Regions from separate parts of the Anas platyrhynchos genome. Here region 2 is linked to region 1. Evidence: chromatin contacts called from public Hi-C data. All regions are on one chromosome and are shown on one strand. The core of a region is the stretch at or near the end of the contact, and the rest is flanking DNA. Distances in the headings are between cores, read along the strand shown.

Region 1 (6,063 bases), core at 1,210-3,709:
ATGTTTAACCTTAATCTCTCTGTGTCCCGTTTGCACAATCAGTAAAATGGTGATATTAGCTGCATCACACGGAAGTAATTCAGAAACATTCCTCATATGCTCAAGGTACCGTAACAATGAATGCTGTGGAAAAGCCTATTACGACATTAATAATTCCATATTACAGGCAGGATTTAGATAGCTTTAAACAAAGCCTGAGGACATATGTTGAACAAAGAGATTAAAAATAAACCAAAAATCTGCGTGTTCAATGATCAGTGACTGTCGCAGACACCATACGAGGCAGCAGTCCTGGGAGCAAACAATATAATCATACAATTAACGGCTGAATTGCAACTTGTATCCTCTACAAGTTAAAACAAGTTTGTCTGAAAAATTTTACCTTTGGATTTTCTTCAAGTGTTGACACTTGGCTTTTCAACCATATCATTCCTTTAATGTGGGTTTTCATTCTTCTGCATGTGTGTGTTTGAATGCAAAAATCCTGCTAAGGATATGTTTTCATTGCTTTATGCTGTGCATGCAAAATCATACTATTTTTATTAAAGTCAATAAGTAGCAGGGGAATTAAAAATAGGGAGACAGTTACACTACATCAAGCTATAACGAAGTAAACAATATTTATTTTTCCTACTTGTTGTCCTACTTTAATTTTAGGCATTTTAATTGATAGAATAACAGAGGTGTGATAGTTCATACATATGAAAGGAATAATTTCTCTTCTTCCTCTTAAGAGAATTTTTTACCTGTCAATGGAAAGAGCACTCTTAATAAAACACTCTCTTCCCAATGATAGATCTGCTTTTCAATTTTTTTTTCACAATCTCTTCCTAGAGATCAAAGACATTCTTTGCAACTAGAAAAATAAAGATTTATTGATTCACCTTACAGATGTTGTCTGTCTTCTTGTCAAAGCATCCATTTTTCTCAAACGTTCAATGTAAATGCTTACTGGTTTCTCATTTGCAACACTAACTAGCACTGCGACATGAATCTGCAGTGTGGTTGTTGCAAGCTGTCTGGTAGACAATTTAAGTGTTCAAAGCAATATAAAACAATGCAAGACATCCACGGCAGCAGAGCAGGTTAAGTAAGCCCCTCACACTCTGTGTTTCAAACTGACATTCACGAGTATCACTAAGTGGTAATCTAACCATGCAAATACACTTAAGACTGTATCTGCTGAATATTACTGGGGATTTCTGTTTAAAGCAACCTATAGTCCTAAAGATTGACCTTTTATGTCACTTTTGGTGCTTGAGCACTAGCCTGAAGTGGAACTGTTATATTTTATCATTTTTGTTTTCTCCTTCTTGGAAGTGAGGTGTCATTGTTCCTAACTTTGTTTTTGTTTGGGTTTAGTGTGGATTTTGAAGGATCTGTGCAGTGATGCCATAGACTGTAACTAAACCAAATAGATTCCCCTCCAAATCCTCTAAGGTCTGATCTTTCAGCCACTATGGGGATATTGTTTATCAATGAATCCAAGGGGATTGCTCACTAGTTGTTTATTTTCAGGTTCTGGCTCTGGTCCTGTCCACATCACCAAGGTTAATTTCCCTGTTTCAGCAGGTGCCCTTTACTGCTGGAAACCAGCAACAAATCTAAAAAGGTAGGTGGGATTCAGGCATTTACACATGCCTTTCAATGTCAGTGGCAAAAACGCCTGAATCCAGCCTACTGAGCAGAATTTGCAGCTGCGAGTGCTAAAGGACTATGAGTCAGCCCCCCTCAATCAGGATGCATTTTTTAAGCCTAAAAAGGAAAAGGGTGATTGCATCTTGGTTTCTGACCTGGCGAGTTGCACTTGGGTCATGATTTCCTACTTTTCTCCCAAACCACAGAGGACAGAACTTGCTGTTGGCTAAAAGCAAAAGAAGGCTCTCGTGGGATCGCGTGAAGGGCTGGAAGCCCTCCCCATCTAGCCAGGTCCATAAAATGAGACTGTGGGCTGGCAGCGCTGTACCAGGCCTCCTCCCTCCATTGTAGTGGTGGCAGTGCGGCCACAGGATGCACCGAAATGCATCGCAGCTGCAGACAGTGCCTGGGGCCACGAACAGTCCCAAAAGAGATGTATGAAGAGGATGATGGCATTAAGCAACCCAGCACGAAGCGAGAACCCTTCACCCTCGTTGTGTGAAGCAGCTTTGCGGGCACGACCAAGTCATGAGGGATCACACTGCGAGCCATGTGCGGCCGGGGGTCACGCTGGGCTTTCGTGATCCCCGGGGCCCGTCGCAAGGCGGCGAGAGGGGCGCTCCCCTCGCCTCAGTCAGCTCGGCCGTGGGGGCGAGGGGGCAGCCCCGCGACCCCCGCCCGGGGCAGGTGCCTCAGGATGCGCCGGGCCCGTGGAGGCGGCGCCCGACGGCGCCCGCAGGGGTCGCTCGCGGGGAGGCGACGGCGGGGACCGGGGCCGGGCCGGGCAGGGGTGGGCGGGCGGCGGGGGCCGTGCCGGGGGCGGCGGGGCCGGGGCGGGGGCCGGGCGGCGCGCAGGGCTCGGCGGCGGAGCGGCGGCTGTAACTCGACACCGGGGCCAGAGGCCGAGCGGAGCTTCGGCGGCGGCGGCAGCAGCAGCAAGAGGAGGAGGAGGAGGAGGAGAGGAGCCCCGGGAGCGGGATGGTGGCCACCTCCTTCCCCTCCCCTTAGCCGCCGCGCCGGGTTCTGCCGGGGGCGGCGGGCGATGGGCACGGGACGGGCGCCCTGAGCCGCCGGCAACTTTCCCCGCCGCGGGCAGCCGGAGCCGAGCAGGCGGATGGAGGATGCGCCTTCCCCGGCGGGCTGCGTGAGCCGGCGGCGGCCGAGGGGAGGAGGATGAAGAAGAAGCAGCAGCAGCAGCAGCACGGCGGCGCCGGGGGCTGCCCGGACACCCGGCCCCCCGCGGCGGCGGCGGCGGCGGCCGGAGGGGGCCCGGGCCCGGGCGGGGGCTGGAGGCGGCGGCGGCCGCTGTCGCTGCTGCCCTTCCTCTCGCTGCGCGATTACGGCTTCTGCATGGCCGCCCTGCTGCTCTTCTGCCTGGGCTCCCTCTTCTACCAGCTCAACGGGGGGCCCCCGCACTTTCTGCTGGACCTGCGGCACTATCTGGGTAAGCGCGGCCGGGCGCGCCGGGGACTTGTTGCGCCTCGGGGATGGGATGGGGGCAGAGCCGCAGCCCCGCAGCGATTCGGGTTGCGGTGCCCCCCGTGGCTGCCCCGCTAGCGGAGGAGCCGGGGGGAGCGGGGAGCACCGCGGGGTTGTGCAAGTGCCGCGCCGCGGCGGGGCTGAGCCGCACGGGGAAGGAGAGCGGAGGGCTTCGCCTCACGGGGAGGTTGCTGCGGAGTCGTTTCGGTACCGGCTTTTACCACCTCAGCTCCTCGTGGCTGCGAAGGCAAGCTGTCAGCGTTAAGCACTGCAAAAGGGCAACCCGTAAGAGACAGCAGCACTAGGTTGCAAAGTAGAGCGCAGTACTTGTGGCTCAGAAAAATAAGCTGAAAGCTGTATGCGTGCGTATGTGTTTTGTGAACATCCTAGGAGTACGTCTCAGTGTGTTACTTTTCTTTAAAGGAAAGCTATCCCGTATCCTCAGCTAAAAGGTAACAGGACAAAGCCGGGCTCTTCTGGAAGGCGCACAGCAGTGGGACAAGAGGCAACAGGCAAAGTTGCAGCAAGGGAAGTGCCAATGAGATGTTAGGGAAAGAAATTTCAACACGAGGGTGGGCAGATGTCAGAACAGGCTACCCAGAGAGGTCCAGCTGTCCTTGCAGGCACTCAGAGCTCAGCTGGACAAGGTTCAGAGCAGCCCACTGCGAGTTGTCCCTGTTTTGTGGGGTGGGGGAGAGGACCAGGTGGACAGAAATCCTGCCCGGTTCATAGTCTGAGTCTACTGTACCTGGAGAAAAAGGTCAATGAAAATTCAAGTGAGAACAGAAGAAGAAACTCTTTGAACGTTACTTCACAAATGCACCAGCATATTGCCTTTGCCAAAGGATTGCCAATTGGATTTTACTGACTCTTTTTCTTCATGTAATGTTAATTATTAAGATATTCCTCCACTGAAGAGGAAACGGACAAGTTTTCCACCAAGGCAGAAGCAGGTTTTGCTTACAACTGATTGACTTTTTAATTGGATCAAGTACAGATATCTCTGTTTCAAAGCAAAGTTCGTGCCAATTTTTTAATTTTAATCTTCACTAAGGATGAGTCTTGCTTGGCGTGTGTGAATAGAGAATAGGGAATAGATAGAGGTACACGGGGTTAGACAGTATCTCATTTTATGGCCTTTTGACTGCTCTTGAGGGATCCAGGAAATAAAACTGGGTTCGGATGCTTGAACCACCATAGCTGTCTCTGCTGGAAAGTCTTCTGAGGCCTGGAGATGAAAAGCTTGGAAGACGCTGGATCTTGGTGAATGGGTGGTGATTGTTTTTGTGAGGTGCTCAGCAGGTGCCAAGGAGCCTTTGTTGTACTCGCCAAAACGTGATGAGCTCCTGGGGAAGGAGTGCGGTGTTCTTTGAAAACGGGGGTGGTTGTTTTTGTTGTGTGGTCACTTTTTTTTTTTTTTTTTTAATGTTGGCTTCCCTCAGGAGGAAAGTGGACAGATCTATTCATATCTCACCATTAGCGAACTTCTGCACTTGTTAGCCTAGGAGTTTCTTCCTTGTGCCCAGGTCAGCTGGGACATTGCGGATGAGGACTTGTCTCATGCCCTGCAGCAGGCTGGTGCCTGGGTCTGAAGCAGGGTCCTTGCGGCCCGAGCCCTGGTACCCAACAAGCAAACTGCACCACTGCCACTGCTGGTGAATGGAGCTTGTTCTGCCTCAACGTAAATGTGCTTGTTTGAATGCTATTTTCTACAGGTATTTTACCCTTGCTGGTGTACAGTGCCATTTGGGCTGTCACCCTATGGATGACATTGTTAAAGAGTTTTTATATATCTAGTGTACATTTTCCAAGACCAGTGCCGTACTCCTTGATTTGTCCAACTGGTAAGGTTTGCAAATTGTGAACACTTTTTTGTAACCAGGTAGTCTTGTTGCCTTCCAGGGGACTGAGAAGTGTTTGGAGGAATAGGCAGTGGACACCTGGCCATGCTAATGACCAAAGCCCTACATATGTGCATGGTGCTTTGTAAAACAGCTTGACTAGTCAAGTCTCATGACGTTAAAGAAAATCAAACTTTTTATTTCCCCTGAAGCCACAGATCCAGTGAACAAGCAACTCTTTCCTTCCAGTCCTTCCAAGCCACAGTTTATGGTGTGAAAATTTAAATCCCCAATCAGACAGACAGCTAGTTTGCAAACCATGTTTCCAGTGTGTGAATTTTGCAGCCGCCCTTATTGCATTTATAGCTACAAGAACCGAGAGGCACTAGACCAAAGGGAAAACTTATTTCTCAGTTTAATTACTCTGCGGCCTCCATAGCGTGAGGGGGGCCGTCTTGTCCGGCTTTGCTTTTTTATTTGCATTTCAGGTTTCAGTGTGTTGTTCCTGGTTAGTTATGATACTCTGGAAGGAATGCTTGGATGTTTTTTTTTACTTCAGAACTTGAAAGAAAGTTCACAAGTAACAGCACAAGACTTCAATGGCAATCAGGATGGAAATCACACCTGTGTTGGGCAGGTGTGTGCTTTAAAGGAAATCTAGGTGGTGAGAGAACAGCGAGGCTGAACAGCTTTCATTTAGTTCTTAGGCCTGCAGCATACTCTGGAGGAGGAATAAGTTTGTATTCAAAGGAGTCAAGTGTGAAGATTTGCTAATTCTCTCAACTTTCCTTTGGTGAGGCAGGGGACAGGTTTGGGGGGGCAGATGACTGTATTTTTAGAATATTCAGACTACTAGTAACTATTTTTCCTCCTGGACCAGATTCTCTGGTGTTTTGTCCGTATTTGTCTCCCTTTTTGTTTGCTTGCTCTACTGATCAGGGAGAATCAGTTGGAAAAATGTTGTGGTGTCTTGTAGGGAGAGAAAGTAGCTCTATTCAGTCTTTCCACTTTGCGTTGCCATCTCTTCTCTTTTGCAGAGCTCTGGAAGGGTCATATGGGGAAAAAGGGAGGAGATCTGTAGATATGAGGCTGTGCTTTTTTTTTT
Region 2 (6,063 bases), core at 2,457-4,956, 91 kb after region 1:
TGGAAGTGTGAATTTTCTACAGCTTTGCAAGAGCTTGCCTAGCTTCCCAGTGTTTTGTTTATGCCATAATATTAGTGGATGTGCTTTGAATGTATGGCTTCAGGCATGGGTAGAGAATGCAGTAAGAAATGCTAAATTTTGGGAGGGGTTGGTGGTTTTGTTTTTTTAGAAAATACATTATTCCGAGCAATTGAAAATTCACTTGCCTGTAACTGGTTATAGGCATGTTTTCACTGCGTGAAAACCTGAAGAGTTAAACAGAATTTTGGTCTTCCATGTTCTCTGTTCTGATTCTATGACAGTTCCATCACTAATACATTATTTTTAAATTATAAAACTCATTAGAATAGAACTTCACATCTTTGGTAAATGATCTTTTCTCCCAGCCAAAATACAGGATCAAACAAGTAGCCTGCCTGAGGGTCAAAGGGAAGTTCTTGATTAAGCTGATTTTTTCAGAGGCGGTACACAGCATTAGATACATGAGAAAAACATGAACACGGTTACCTCTTACTCTTCCTATGATTCCATTTCCTATAAATACGGTACCTCCTTGTCACATGGGTAACATGTATCTTCTGTAGTCTTTCCATAAGATTAAATCCATCTACACTTTTCTTAAATACAAATTTGTGAAAATACATAGAACTGTGTACAATTTATTAAAATATTTGCAGCTTCCTTTTTGGCTGTTACTTGCAAACCAGGAAAATGTATTTTTCCTTTTATTGAGAGAAAACTTGGTTTAACTGATAGCTGTCTAGTAGTGAAGAGGCTGTGATTAGTCTTTTAAATGGGGTGCCACTGAGGTGCATCAACATTGTTTACTTCTGGTTTAGGATTTCATAGTGTTTTCTGATAAATTAAACATTGTAAGAGTTTTAGTTTCAAAATATATTGGTGGTGTTCCATCTAATGGTGAAGCAGGATGTTGGATATTTTACTTTGTTCTTTAATTCTATGATGTAATTTTTAGACTGTATTTCATTAGGGAGCGGAGTGTCAAGTACCAATTTTGCAGAAGTTTCAAGAATGTGATTTAAATAGGCGTTATAAATAGTATGGTATTGTGAAGGTGTTCTAGTTTTGCCTGTGCGTTCTTTTTCCTTTCTGGTTGATTGAGGGATGGTTTTTTTTAGAACTATTCTTTTATGGCCCATCCATAGTGGATAGCTGAACTGAAATTGCCTGTGGGATATGCTTCTTCCTGTTTGACCTAGCCCTTCTACCAGCTCAACATAAAAGCCATGCAATACCCCAGAAACTTAAAAAAAACACAAGTGGCAAAGTATCAGTGTGGTGTTTCTTGACTGACAGCTCAAGACTTTACACAGCACCTCTTGGTGGGAAGGCAGCACAGCGGGGAGTGGGGCTGAAGGTAGGAGACAACTTAGCTTGAAGATAAAAGAAGCCCACTTTGGTGAAAATCATTGCTCCTTCACAAGGAAAGGGATGAGGCTTTCTTCAACGTATTGTAGCAGAACCTTTACTGGACATCACAAAGTTTTTCCCGGGCAGCCATCCTGGATATTAGTCCAGTGAACAAAGTCACTTCACCTTTGCTGTTTTATACCTTGAACCTAGCCTTTTGTTTGTAGGAAGGGATAGAGAATGCTTTATTCTGCTTCCACCTGTGTTTATCGAGCAGACAGGTGGGAGGTAAAGGCATGTTATCTTCACCACTCTTTCAGTAAGCTTCAAGGTCACCGCACATTTTTGTTTGAGTGCTTTCAGGATCTGAAGGGATTGCTGTAAGCAGTTCAGAGCCTAGCACTGGCTACTAGAGAAGTAGATAAAACAGAGCAGAGGCCTGCAAAAAGGGAGTCTGCTTCGCCTCCAGTTATTGGTGCCTTGCAGCTTCCCAAACAGTAGTAGGAAAAATAAACTTGCTTTTTGTTTAATGTCCCTGATGTGAATAACAGCAATGACAGACCGTTTGGATTTTCCTCCTTCGCATCCCGCACCTGCTTATAAACCTGTCAGCACTTAAAGCTCTCTGAATATTCAGAAAAGCATTGTGGCATTTACTTATGCTGTTTAGTTTGTTTCCAACTGGCGAGGGGAAAAAAAAAAAAAAAAAGGCCTATATCACTTACATCTTCTTTCCAGAAAAAATCTCCAGTGGAAGTGAGCTAAGGCTTAGGTCACCGGTGAATTTGAGCACATGCATGTTTCAGAGGCACTGTTAGTTCTGCTGAATAAAGTTCTGAAAATTTGAAAATCCCATCCCAACCTGAACACTTGCCAGGGACATTTTCCTCTCTTTTTGAACAATTTAAGAGTGTCTGCTGGTTCAGCTGCAGTCATGAATCTTCATTTACTTTCCTACATTCTTGACTTTCTTTAGTTCAGTACTATCTTTTCTCAATCCAAAAGAGTGCAAAGAGGCAGACAAAAAGTTAAATCTTAAAACATTAAAGCAAATCTTCATGTGAACTTTTACTGACAGAAATCTAATTAATTGCAGCTTCAAACAGAAGACAAAAAACTAGATTTCTTGCTGTTTTCTAATGTGAGGGAATTTATGTGTAGCACATGTCACAGACCAGTTAAGGAAAAACTTTATTCACAGAGTTTCCCAGCTTGTGTTTCCAGTCTGCCTTGTGTCTGTCCAGCTTTAGGAGACATCCCCGTGCCTCAGATGGGTGGCTGCTCCATCCAGTCCATTTTGGGACTATTTATTTTTGGGGAAATGGTGCTGTTTATTGAATCCTCCTTTGCTTGTGATTCTTGGATGAGGCTTTTCATTAATGACCATTGTCTTGCTCAGGTAATTTTAAATGCTGGACCGGCTTCTACATGGCTTCTTCTGATAACCCTACTTTGAAATGTTGTTATCTGCAGAGATAAATGTTTGGATGCCTTTTGGTTTTATACTGGCTGTTGCTGTTTAAAAAGAAAAACATTAAGAACAAAAACAAAAAAAAAATCTTATGTACCCAAGGAAGGTAGAAGTTGTCCATAATAACCTGTGCTAAAGCCCACAATGCACAAGGCAGAAGCACCCATCACCACTTACAAGGATCTCAAGAATTCCAAAGGTTTGTATCCGTGCATGGATGTCTGCCTGAAAACGACACGTGGCAGGATCAGGATGACAGCTGTCATTTAGCTTTGTCATATGCCAATTCTTTTTCAGTATCAATACTGCATCTATTTAAAAAGAACCGTGGGAACAATTCCATTATTAAAAGTACTGTGGGTTTTGTGGCATCTTTCATAAGGTCTCTTACATGTCTCTTTCTGAACTGAATTTTCTACAATAATATTGCTGTGAAAAGCTTCTGAAATGTTAATCAGAAGCACATACATAATAATGTATATGCTCAAGGTAGGTACAGATTTATATGCTGCTGCTACATTTGCTGAGATGGCAGGTGTTATTAGTAGATGCAAGTAGCATAGTGTTAGGCTGTAGAAGCTTTGAAAAACTGGAATAACTTGCAGAAACATAAAAAGCTATTTCATATTTCAAGTTCACTGTGTTTTATCATAGATACCCCTTGTCAACTATTTATTTAGCCTGTGAAAAATTAAGTGGGAAGAAGCTTCAAGTTTGTGGAAAAGCCCCGCTTGAACTCTTCTGATGAATTAAGTAACTATAACAGTCTTTTGGCAACCATTCAAGATCATTGGAGTGTGCTCCAAGTGTCACAGATTTCAGAGAAGCAGAAGAACATTTGCAGGAATGCATATAGGGGCAGCGAGGCCAAGGCTTTGGTTCAGGATGAGTCAGGGATCGGGAGAGTTGCACAACTCCCAGTCTGGATGTGGTAAGGCAGATTTCTTCCCTCCAACACCTAATCACAGTAGGTGTTTTTATATCTTCGGAACATGCACTTACAGCCCCCGGTTCAAGCAGAGCTGGAAGCCTGCCTGCTCCCTCCTGTCTCAGGGTAAATGAACATTACACAGGAATGTGTTAAAGTCTAAAGGCGTGCCTCTGTCAGTGACTGGTAAGTGATTTTTGCTTGCATAAAGGCTGGCTGGCTAGGTCAGGGTAAAGTCATAGGTGGGAGAAGCATTAAAAAGACCACCCAGAGAGAGAAACAGGCTTTTTCAGGTTTCACCGAAGCAATGAATTCTTTACGTACTGTAGGAGGAGTCATATGCCACTGGAGTAATCTCCTTTAAAATGTCTTATGATGTGGTAAATAGATGCAAAGAGATGAAGCGTGAACTCAATTTAATCTCACGTTTTAATTAGCCCTTAAATTTCAGTATATCTTATTTGTCTGAGAAGCCGGAATGAATTAACGGCCAGCAGCAGATGCAAGGAATCGGCCTTTCTGCACTGTTGGGCTGCTGCCCCATTCTTCTCTTCAGTTGCAGTTTAATACCTGCGGTGTGCCTGCATTTGGTGTCTGTGTGCCTGTGCTTGACAGGAGAGGACAGTGTGTTCCTTTTAGCACAGTTTTCTAAATTCTAAAGGCTCATGCAGCTGTTCCAGCTGTTCCGCCTCTCTTTCCATTTTCCCCCCACACCTCATTCCTAAATAACTTCTGAACCCGTTGGACAGTTTCAAATACAATTTGTAAGGCCAGTAGAAAATCCAGAAACAACCACGTTGCTGCAGGTGCCTCCGCCGAAAAGAAAGCCAAGCAAGACGGAGCTGCCAGGCTTCTGCTGGGCCACAGCCAGCGGCCACCACCCTCTGCCCTGCTTGAATGCCAGCCCCAGCTCTGCTGTGTCTTTCCTGCTTGGTGCACGAGGGGGACAGGTTTGGAGGAGGAGAGAAAAATCTGTTAGGTTTTCTGCTCCTGAGGGTACTTGCCTTGAGTCCCTGGCATCAACATAAGAAATATTTCTGGTTTTCTGTTATTCATTAGTAAAGTTAATGTGCAAAGCCCTTGTTTTTCTTGAAAAAAAATCTTTTTTTTTTTTTGGTAAACAGTCTGTATCAGCATTACTGATTTTTGTATTACTTTTTTTAAATAGACACAGAGGCCAACACTAACTGATAAAAATCAGTCTGTTGTAGGGACAGACACAGTCACATGCAGTAGTGCTGATGAGTTTACACCCTTTGCTTCAACTCAGACCCAAGTTCTGAATTATGGGTACCAGTACATCACGTGCTATATGAAGCAGATACAGGCACAGAGAGATTCAGTATGGATAAGTGCAAAATTGTGCTTGATTTCTGAATATTGTTCAGTTGTTGTTGTTCTTTGGCAGTTGTGTTTCTTCTGATGCAGAAAATAACAGTTCAACACAGCACTTTTACATTACAGCATTCCTTGTTCTTGGGCTCTGTAAAATGTGTCCATAGCCAAAAAACAAAAAGGAGGTAACTCTTGGAAAAGTAACTTGCCTATACGTCATGCGAATCAGCTGCATGTTTGAAAGCAGGGGCACTCTGCATTGATTGGAAGCTTGGCTTTTGAAAGCCTTGCATGTTAGATTTTGATTGTTCATAAGGGTTGTATGATAAAATGATACAATTTAAAAATTATTCCCATTTTCAAAAAGCTTTGCCACGGCTTAACCTGCACATGTGTCTTCGACCTGTCAATTTGGAAATATAATTTAAGTTTTAAATGTTTTATAGACTGCTAAGACGTCTGTAAAACAGCGGTGATTCTGTGATGCTGCTTTCTTTGACTTAAAACAGAGCCATGGAATATTTGTCATAACCCTCCCATTTATTAACAACTTGAGAATTCTTGTTTCTCCAAATTCTCCAGAGCAAGTAATACCACACAGAATGCAGATGTTTTGCAGAACATGCCTGTTATGTGTTTTAACTGTACTCAACTAGCTTTTGAGAAAAATGTTCAGGGCAAATCTGTGGAGTTGGCCTAAGAAGATGCAGAATGTCCACGCCCCTTCAAATACAAACTATAGTATACTCTGCATTAAATGCAGTAAATCAGTCAGCTTGCACCCATTTTGTGCAGTTCACTGGTAGGAGGGATCGGGCTTTTGAAATACCTCCTTGAAATGACATCTTGAAACAATGATTGCAGCCTAAGTTTACCTACTAAAGTAGTTTCATGTTGTGGATTTTCTCTCCTTTAAAAAAAAAGAGAATGTCATTAAAAATATGCTAAGAAAAAAAAA

What was found. Hi-C and Micro-C count contacts between places; a contact is called where the count stands out from the background.
Region 2: a Hi-C map of skeletal muscle shows a contact between it and region 1, with 2.2 times the contacts expected there. The contact joins the enhancer-like site here to the promoter of UST in region 1. A contact is called at or near these places in 2 of 8 Hi-C or Micro-C datasets (skeletal muscle and subcutaneous adipose tissue).

Annotation. Positions count from the first base shown.
Region 1 is chr3:52,943,352-52,949,414 of IASCAAS_PekinDuck_T2T, forward strand. It overlaps UST (uronyl 2-sulfotransferase), which reads left to right and starts at 2,460. Exons shown (of 10, transcript XM_027454344.3): 1 at 2,460-3,082. The coding sequence starts at 2,812. LOC106016535 (a long non-coding RNA gene) reads left to right here and starts at 4,861. Exons shown (of 3, transcript XR_001189356.5): 1 at 4,861-5,751.
Region 2 is chr3:53,032,690-53,038,752 of IASCAAS_PekinDuck_T2T, forward strand. The region is part of intron 4 of UST (uronyl 2-sulfotransferase); the gene reads left to right. Among named protein-coding and RNA genes, the nearest start is that of UST, 90 kb to the left of the region's middle. Within about 2 kb of position 3,707, at least 4 of the 8 cell types and tissues checked have an H3K27ac peak or open chromatin away from gene starts, as enhancers often do. A contact at or near this core is called in subcutaneous adipose tissue, where this site is marked.